2 separate regions of the Mus musculus genome follow, and region 1 is linked to region 2. Evidence: chromatin contacts called from public HiChIP or PLAC-seq data. All regions are on one chromosome and are shown on one strand. The core of a region is the stretch at or near the end of the contact, and the rest is flanking DNA. Distances in the headings are between cores, read along the strand shown.

What was found. HiChIP or PLAC-seq counts read pairs in DNA pulled down with a chosen protein or histone mark.
Region 1: a contact with region 2 is called in an HNF4G HiChIP or PLAC-seq map of pancreatic cancer cells. The contact joins the promoter of Lta here to the promoter of Cfb in region 2. A contact is called at or near these places in 4 of 39 promoter capture datasets (cranial neural crest, frontonasal cranial neural crest, maxillary cranial neural crest and 1 more), 1 of 115 datasets of contacts at active chromatin or transcription factors (pancreatic cancer cells) and 3 of 9 other capture datasets (adipose tissue, liver and pancreatic islet).

The regions. Positions count from the first base shown.
Region 1 is chr17:35,203,416-35,208,007 of GRCm38.p6, forward strand. It overlaps Lta (lymphotoxin A), which reads right to left and starts at 1,936. Exons shown (of 4, transcript NM_010735.2): 1 at 1,744-1,936; 2 at 1,143-1,247; 3 at 960-1,059; 4 at 1-734. The coding sequence starts at 1,238. The coding sequence ends at 322. Mir6974 (microRNA 6974) reads right to left here and starts at 1,142; the gene lies at 1,060-1,142.
Region 2 is chr17:34,860,911-34,865,721 of GRCm38.p6, forward strand. Cfb (complement factor B) reads right to left here and starts at 1,604. Exons shown (of 18, transcript NM_008198.2): 1 at 1,142-1,604; 2 at 821-1,054; 3 at 118-303; 4 at 1-26. The coding sequence starts at 1,202. C2 (complement component 2 (within H-2S)) reads right to left here. Exons shown (of 18, transcript NM_013484.2): 10 at 3,819-3,959; 11 at 3,602-3,696; 12 at 3,398-3,515; 13 at 3,135-3,300; 14 at 2,953-3,029; 15 at 2,714-2,805; 16 at 2,435-2,564; 17 at 2,269-2,318; 18 at 1,692-2,121. The coding sequence ends at 1,948.

The DNA of each region.
Region 1 (4,592 bases), core at 686-3,185, 340 kb after region 2:
TTAACTTTTCTCTCCATAAATAGTCAACCTTCCCCTGTTCCCAGCCACCTCTCCCATGTCTGTCCCTCCTTCATGTCCAGGTCTCTGTCCGACCTAGACCCACAAAAACCCTGCTCTGTGCAGGAACTTCTAGGTAGGCTTGAGTCGTCCCCTGAGCATCTGGAGTGGCCCTGGGGAAGATGTAGTCCCCTGAAGTGTCTCAGACTCCCGTGAGAGCTCCAGGTTATTTTAGTGGGGAAGGCTGGAGACTGTGGGGATGTGACCCTTGAAACAACGGTCAGGATGGAGGCCTGGAATCCAATTCTTGGGTTTCTTTAGAATCTACAGTGCAAAGGCTCCAAAGAATACACTGCTGGGGCTGAAGTGTAGATGGGAGATGCCGTCGGTGTGGGTGGACAGCTGGTCTCCCTTACTGAGCAGGAACACAGCCCCCTGGTACATTGAGCGCACCCACGGTCCTTGAAGTCCCGGATACACAGACTTCTGCGCACTGAGGAGAGGCACATGGAAGGGGTATTGGGAGGAAAAGAGCTGGACCTCGTGTGCCAGGTAGATGGGAGTGGGAATGGCCCTGGGGGAGCAGCTTTCTCCAGAGAAAACCACCTGGGAGTAGACAAAGTAGAGGCCACTGGTGGGGATCAGGAGGGAGTTGTTGCTCAAAGAGAAGCCATGTCGGAGAAAGGCACGATCCGTGCTTGCTCTCCAGAGCAGTGAGTTCTGCTTGCTGGGGTACCCTGGGAAGAGGCACAAGACATTGGGGGGCTATCAAGATCAGAGGTCCCCATCCCTGAGGGAGCAGGCACTGGACAAGTGGGATGGTTGGTAGGGAGATGGGAGTGGGGTGCCTGCCCTTAGGGGTAAGAAAAGTTGGTGTGGGGAGATGGGAAGATCGCCTGAGCCCCTGGGCAAGTAGGACAAAAGGCAGGGACTGGACCTCTCCTCTGGAGGCAGAAGTTTACCAACAAGGTGAGCAGCAGGTTTCAGGATGCCATGGGTCAAGTGCTTCTGAGGGAGTGGATGGGCTGTCCTGGCAGCGGAGAAGCGGACACCAGAGAGTCCCTGGGACAGAAGAGAGTGGAGAGGACTCTAGGACTCTGAGTTAGCTAGGCCACCCCAGCACCCCCAATCTCTTGCTGCCTCACCTGGGCCCCTAGAGGCAGGGCCAGCAGCAGCCCCAGGAGGAAGACAGGAGGGGTGCCAAGCACCCTCAAGAGGTGGAGACGGCCGAGCAGTGTCATGTGGAGAACCTGCTGAGAGAGAGAGAGAGAGTGTGTGTGTGTAGCGGAGGCGGGGCACACAGCGGAAGACAGACCTTACCTCCCAGCTGAGACAGCCACCCTGAGAGACAGGGCGACAGACAGAAAAGGGGACAGGCAGGGGAACCCTGAAGTGAGCAGGGATAAGGAGAGACAGAGGGGAAGAGGAAAGCTCCACCATAGAATCAGACAATGGCTAACAGAGGCAGAGAGAGAGAAAGAGAGAGAGAGAGAGAGAGAGAGAGGGAGAGAGAGAGAGAGAGAGAGAGAGAGAGAGAGAGAGAGAGAGAGAGAGAGAGAGAGAGACTGATAAGGCCGCCACAGGAACAGACCAAAAATCAAAGCCACGACAGGAGGACCAGACCCATTAAGGCTGGGGATCCAGGCAGGTTGTATAGAAAAGGCTGTGGCTCAAGAAAGGAGGTAGGATCCTGAGGGATGCCTGATACCAGGGTAAGCCCAAGGAGACAGGGTAGGAGAGGCTCACCTGCTGTGCGGGGTCCTGGGCGCTGGCGCTCGGGTCCCTTTATAGAGGAAGCGGCAGTGTGGCAGGCAGCGGGCGGGTTCTAGGTCGGGGCTGGGGCTTGGGGAAGCCCCCAGGGCTTAGAAGATGCTGCTGTTTCAGTCGAAGGCAGGAAAGGCTGGGGCCTAGGAGAGAACCGCAGGCTAAGGGCTTAGACTACTGCGTTCTGGGAAAGGGAGTCGGGTCCGGGGAACTGTGGGCCGCAGGGACTAGCAGGGAGCTGGGTCAGGCCCAGGAGTTCCAGTGAACGGCCGAGCAATTCGTGGAGAGGGTGCAGCTGGGCTGTGACTGGAAGCCTGGTTCCCTGAAGAGTGATGGTTTATATCACTTCTGCACCCTTGACTGCTCACAGGCTTCTCTGCACATTTCCCTCTCTGTCGATCATGGTCATGTCTGGAGGGCTCCGAAGCCACATGTGGTTAGCGGCACCTTTGTTTTTTCAGGTTCGAACCCAGGGCTCTGGATGCTTGACATGCCTGCCGCCCCTTCAGGCCTATTTCCTCTCTTGTCTTTGGGGGTTCAAGTCACAGTTATTCCAATATATCTGTATTTTCTGGTCATCTGCCAGTTTTTTTTTTTTTTTTTTTTTTTTTTTGCTTTTTTCGAGACAGGGTTTCTCTGTGTAGCCCTGGCTGTCCTGAAACTCACTCTGTAGACCAGGCTGGCCTAGAACTCAGAAATCCGCCTGCCTCTGCCTCCCAAGTGCTGGGATTAAAGGTGTGTGCCACCACTGCCCAGCTTTTTTTTTTTTTTCTGCCAGTTTCATCTGCCAGTTTCATGTCAAGAAGTTCCATTACAGTGCCCTCTCCCCAAATCTGGGGCATCCTGGTGTGTAACAATCTTAACTGTGTCCCCTTACTCTCTGGAGCGGCAGTTCTCAACCTGTGGGCAAGGTCCCTTTGGCAAACCTCTATTTAAAACAAATATTTACATTATGATTCATAATAGCAGCGAAATTACAGTTATGAAATAGCAACGAAAATAATTGTATGGTTGGGGTCACCACAACATGAGGAACTGTATTAAAGGGTCATGGAGTTAGGAAGGTTGAGAACCCTGTCCTAGAATGTTCCAGGTCTGGAAGATGATTTGGGGGTATTCTCTTAGAACCCCAAGATCATGTAACCCCAAATGTACACCCCAGGCTTCCAATGCTCTGTACAGAGGGAGCTTCAGAATTCTACACAGGTGAAGGCAGTTTTTTGTTTGTTTGTTTGTTTGTTTTTCGAGACAGGGTTTCTCTGTATAGCCCTGGCTGTCCTGGAACTCACTTTGTAGACCAGGCTGGCCCCAAACTCAGAAATCCGTCTGCCTCTGCCTCCCAAGTGCTGGGATTAAAGGTGTGTGCTACCACTGCCCAACAAAGGACATCTGAGCAGTGCTTCTCTATTGGAAGGCCTGGGACACAGCTCAGGTAGCTGCTTGCAGGCATGTGTGAGCCCCTGAGTCCATCCCCACATTCCCAGCAGTCACATTGATGATTTCTGTCTTAAGACAAAATTTTAAAATATTGTTTTGAGGATTGGAGAAATGGCTTAGGGTTCTGAGCACTAGATGTTCTTCCAGAGGACCAGTGTTAATTCCCAGCATCTGCATGTTGGCTTATTACATCTGTCCTTGCAGTTTGTGGGGATGTGACATCCTCTTCTGGCCTTTGCAGGCACTATACTCAAATGGTGCTGAGACATACATGCAGGCAAAAATCCTATACACACAGCAGAACATTTAAAAACATATCTATTTATGTGAGTACATACAAGTGCCACAGGCCACATGTGGAGGTCAGAGTACAGCTCTTTTTTTTCTTAATATATAATTCATTTTTATTTCATGTAAATTGGTGTTTTGCCTGCTTGTATGCCTGTATGAGGATGTCAGCTCTCCTGGAACAGGAGTTATAGACAGTTGTAAGCTGCTGTATGGGTTCTGGGAACTGAACTCAGGCCATTAGGTAAAGCCAGTAAGCACCTTTGCCCACTGAGCCATCTTGCTGGCCCAACTTCCTTCTCTTTCTTTCTTTCTTTCTTTCTTTCTTTCTTTCTTTCTTTCTTTCTTTCTTTCCTTCCTTCCTTCCTTCCTTCCTTCCTTCCTTCCTTCCTTCCCCCCCCCCTCTCTTTCTTTTTGTTTTTCAAGACAGGGTTTCTCTGTGTAGCCCTGGTTGTCCTGGAACTCACTTTTTAGACCAGGCTGGCCTTGAAACTCAGAAATCCGCCTGCCTCTGCCTCCCAAGTGCTGGGATTAAAGGCATACACCACCATTGCCTGGCTCTTTTTCTTCTTATTATTATTATTATCAAAGTGTTTGATTTTTTTTCAAAATTTACTCTTTAAAGTTATTTTATTATTATATTTTATATATTACTTATACACACATATATACATATACATGTATACATACATATACATAGAGACAGGCTCTCACTATGTAGCCCTAGCTGCCCTGGAACTCAATATGTGCATCAGGATGGCCTTGAACTCACAGAAATCACCTACTTCAACCTTCCAAGTGCTGGGATTAATGGTGTGTGCACCGAATGTCATCCATCTATCAAGCTTTCTTATACAACCCAGGATCCCCTGTGCAGAGGACGGTGCCACTCATGGTGGTCTTGGGCCTCCTACATCAATTAACACCCCCCCTCCCCGCCTCCCAAACACATACAGCCTGGGCAATCCCTCAGCTGAGACTCCTTTTCAGGTGACTCTAGACTGTCTTAAGTGGATAGCCAAAGTCACAAGGATACTCCTGATGGCTGTTAGGTTGGTCTAGTTTCTGTCTGAGAAACACTGAGTAGGAAACTCCTGTTCGGAACC
Region 2 (4,811 bases), core at 354-2,853:
AATACCGGGATTGGGACAGTATCCAGCTGCAGAGATATAAGACAATTTGAGGGCCCATGCATTCCCAGGGTGAAGCCCTCCAGCAGAGGGTAAAGTCAGGGGTGACCAGGTTCTCACCTCCATCATCACAAATTGCTGTTTGCCCATCCCACCGGCCATTCTCTTGGCAGGTGCGATTAGCAGAGCCCCGGAGAACGTAACCATCATAGCATTGAAAAGAAATCTGGTCACTCAGGTTGTAGAAGGGGGACCGGGGCCAGAATTCCCCATTTTCAAAGTCCTGCGGTCGTGGGCAGCGTATTGCTTTAGGAAAGACAGGTAAAAGTCACTGAGCGCTGTTTCTAGGTCCTTCCTGGTCTTAGAAATCCTGTGACTGAGAAACAGTACCTGCCTAGTCCCCTCAACCCTACTGTCCCGCCTCTTGTGTTATGGGACTATTTTGTTTGCTCTGAGGCAAGGTCTCATGTAGCCCAGGCTGGCTTCCAACTATGAAGCTGAAGATCGTTAAGCTCCTGCCCCTATGTCCTGAGTGTTAGGGCTGCAGGCACGCACCACACCTGCTTCATGCAGTACTGCTTTGTGCATGGTAGGCAAGCACTCTACCAACTGATCTACATTTCTAGACCCCCTTTCTGGTTTTCTGAGTATTGTTTTCACTGCCCGAGGAAAGCCTCCCATCACACACCTGCAGAGGTGTGCCTGTGCTCAACCAGCCCACGGGTCAGACTGCCAGTCTCATAGCTCTCATCTTACCCAGCACTGAACAGCCTCCACCCCACTCTGCCCAGCTGCCCACTGCCCACATCCCCCAATCTCCAACCTCTGCATTCCGCCTTCTGGACAATCTTTTGGTCTCGGGTCTGCAGGTCGCTCCAGGAGCCTGTGGATCTGCAGGTTCGAGTCTGCACGGGGTATGGGTAGAAGCCAGAGGGACATAGGTACTCCAGGGCCTGACCGCCTTGGAGAAGTTGAAAGGAGCCGCCTTTGATCTCTACTCCCTCCAGAGAGCAGGAGACTTGGGGCCGGGCCTCAAGCACTGGAGTTGCGCTCACACCTGAGGAGAAAGTCTAGTGAAGTCTGGCCCCAGAAGGCCAAAGACAGATGCTGGGGACAAAAAGAGGATGGAATATCCTTTGCTTACCTCCAGAGGAGAAGCCTAAGACCAAGAGGACGAGGCAGAGCTGGGGGCTCTCCATTGTCATGGAAAGCACCAGAGAGTCCAGTGGCCCAAAGCCCTCTCCAGGTCACTCTGGGTGCCTATTTGACCTCCTGTCCAAACTGAAACCCAAATGCTGGATCTGGCTACACCCCTTTCCCACTGTCCCCTAACCTTTTATGCAATCTGCTCTGGCATCTGCAGCCTGGCCAGCCTACCCTGCGCACGCAGCCACTGCTTCCCGGAACATTCATGAAGGAGGGCCCCAGCTGAACTGCCAACTGAGGAAACAGAAACTATGTGAGCCCCACCCTTGACTGACCAAGGGCCAGAACTTCCCTTTCAAAGCTCCCTCTTAGCCCCCAGACCCCTCCTAACAAGCACAGACCACCACCTCCACTACCCCCAATTTAAAAGATCAGTCTTTCCATGGACTGTGTGATGGAGCAAAGTCCATCCACTGTTTGTGCAGCAAGGACTCTGACCTTCCTGGAATCTTCCTGGCCTCCCCACCCCCCAAGACATAAGACAGACAGGATGTGGAAATCATTGATTTTTATTAATTACATAACTGGGAAATTCCGTGTGAAAGCAAAAGGAGCACGGGTCATCCACACTAGAGAGAGACTTGCTTCACAGGTGGCACAGAGGTCCCGGCACAATCCTGGGGATTCCCTAGCTTTTGCCACTGTCTCTGGGCTCCCGGGGCCCAAGATTTATGTATCCAGGAGTGAGAACGCTCAGAGGTATTAGACAGGAAGTTCAGACTAATAAAGGAGTCAGTGACCATGTTAAAGTGGCAGAAAGTCCAGGACACCATCCAGGTGCTGCCTCAGCCAGGGCTGCAGGCGGAAAAGACTAATGTGGAAGTCCCTTGGCAGAACACCACGTGGAGGTTTCTTGCGCAAGTTTTTGTTGGAGGAACCATGACAAGGGTCAAAAAGACCCCAACTCACCAGGCCCACCTGGAGGGAAGAGACAACAGGGTGGAGATAGTGGTGGCCCCACTCTAAGCCTCGACCTCTCTGGTTCCTCTCAAAGGCCTCCCACTTGCCCCCAGCAAGAAGAACTTGTGCCCTGGCAGGGAGGCCCCTCCGGGTCCTGCTTCTCACCTGGAAGAACCTGTATCTCCGTCCAAGGAAAACGGCTCCCCCAGATTCTCCTTCAGGGAAAGAAAAGACAGTATTGTCCAGAACAGTACACTAGCATTTGGAGTGCTTGCTAACCGGTTACAGGGACACCGTAGCCTTCTCCCTGGAAGTCCAGGATCAGACTAACCTTTGCAAGGATTGTCATCTTCCTCCTCCATCCCACTGCATAGGAACTGGTCTGTCACCACCTCGCTAACGTTTGTCAAGCTGGGGAAGATGTTTTTGTTTTGGGAGACAGCCTGGATACACCTTGTCCACTGCGGTGTGGGGCATAGGAGAGAAGAATGAGGACATTCCAGGAGACATTAGGCAGACCTGTAAGGTCCAAGAATCGAGACTCCAGGCAGGGCTGGACATTCTGGGAGCTGCCTCCAGGGTATCCCAGCATCCCTTACTAAGCTCTCACCTCAGGTCCTGTCCTGAGGTTGATGTTGAGTCTGTTCCCATTCAAAGCTACAAAATGTGCAGGAACTTTCTGCTGTGACAGAAGTTCTGTCTCTGCCATTGGGGAGAAGTGGGTGTTGGTACAGATTTCTTTACTCAGCTTGAGGACTGCAGCCCGGTCCCTGCTGGCACTCTGCAAGAACCTGATCCCTGCAAGCTCTGGCTGCAACCCACCAAGAACCTCAAGCCTCCAGCACTCACCATGATCTTTACAGGTACTACCTGGGGATCTCCGCAGAGCCATGTTGGCTCCCACAGTGCAAGGAAGGCAGATGGGTCTGGGGAGAAAGCCAAGTGTCAAACAGGCCCATCCTCAGTATCCCCTCTGGTGCTTTCCAGAGCACCATCCTCTATAGGGTACTCTCCCATCTGGGTTCAGGCACCTGGCATGGGTGGACATTTTCACTTTCCGAGATAGCTTCAGCAAGGCAATGTCATCAGCATAGAACTCTGAGATGCCCTGCTTCCGCTTTGCATGGACATTAAACCCTGGGGCAATTATCACGTCCTCCACAAGAAATTCTTTGCCATGCTGAGAGGTGGGATCACCTGGAAACAAAGGTGAATTAGACTGGACCAAAGGCTGAGGAGAGACAGTGGTGACTCTGGCCTTGCAGTGAGGGATCTACTGCAGCCCCTGACTTACCTACATTGACCCTCCACAGGTGGTGGTCCTCCATCTGAATGTCATGGAAGCAGTGAGCTGCTGTCAGCACCCACTGATCAGAGATGAGTGATCCCTGGCAAGTTTCCTTGCTCTTGGGCTGCAGGGAAGAGACAACAATCCGGGTTTGCTGTGCCTGGCTGTTTTTACCTCTGATGCCTAAGCCCTGTCCCTCCTTCCTGATACCTTAAAGGTGACTTGCCAAGGTGTCCTCTCCTGGTCAGAGGCATTGGCGGACATGTTCCCCACCCCACAGATGGTATCTGTGAGCTTAGAGACATCTATGGGCAAAGGAAGATGGGGAGGGAAGTGGGTAAGGGCCACTGGTCCAGGCTGCCACTGTGAGACCCCATCTGAGTCCCCACTATGCTCTCTTCTGCAGCGGGGGACAAAGCTTACTCACCCAACATGTGCTCAAAGATCTGTTGCAAGGCCTTTGCATCCTGCAAGATGAAGGCATGCCTCTCGCCATCCTTCTTGGAACCCAGCTCATTCAGTTCTTTCCAGTCCACATCCAGCTTGCCCACCCCAATAGCATAGATGTCTGGTGGGAAGGAGGGAAATCACCAGAGCCTGTGACTGAGAGGCCACCTGAGACAGGAAGTGGGTACTTGAACTCACCAGCTGACAAAGGCCTGAGTTAGATGGGCTCCATCTCCTTCACTCCGGCTCGCTTCCTCTCCTACTGCCACTCAGCCCCCCATGCCCCAGCCTCTTAGAAGCTCCTCAAACCAGCATGTACATTCCTTCCTCAGGCCTCTGCTCCAGCTGCACCTCTGGCTGGGGTGCTCTCCCCCAGGCTGCAATGCCCCAGACCCTCCCATGCCACCCCCACTTGGCTTCACATCATGTCACCACTAGAATGCTAACGGGCTGCCTTGTTTCTCTTTTGTGTTTGCCTGCAGTGGGTAGAATTGTGTGTCCCCAGAAGGATGTGTTCAAGTTCTATTCTATTGTGGATGTGACCTGAATTAGAATTAGGGTCTTTTTTTTTTTCTTTTGGAGACAGTGTCTCTGTGTAGCTCTGGCTGTCTTGGAACTTACTTTGTAGATCAGGCTGGCCTCGAACTCACAGAGATCCTCATGCCTCCGCCTCCCAAGTGCTGAAGTTAAAGGCATTTGCCCCCCCAGGGTCTTTTGCCTCAGGAGGTGGAGTTAGGAACATCAGCCTAGGCTACCTCTTGAGTTGGAGGCCAACCTGGGCCCATCCCCAAAAGAAAACAAAAGAGGGCTGAATGCTCAGTGGTCAGTGCTTGCCGCGCTTCCAGAGGACTGGAGTTCAGGCTCCAGCACCATCGACTGTAACTCCAGTTCCAGGGGAGGTGATGTCCTCCTCCAGCTTCCAAAGGCACTCACAATCTCTCACACACACACACACACACATAAAAAAAATGTC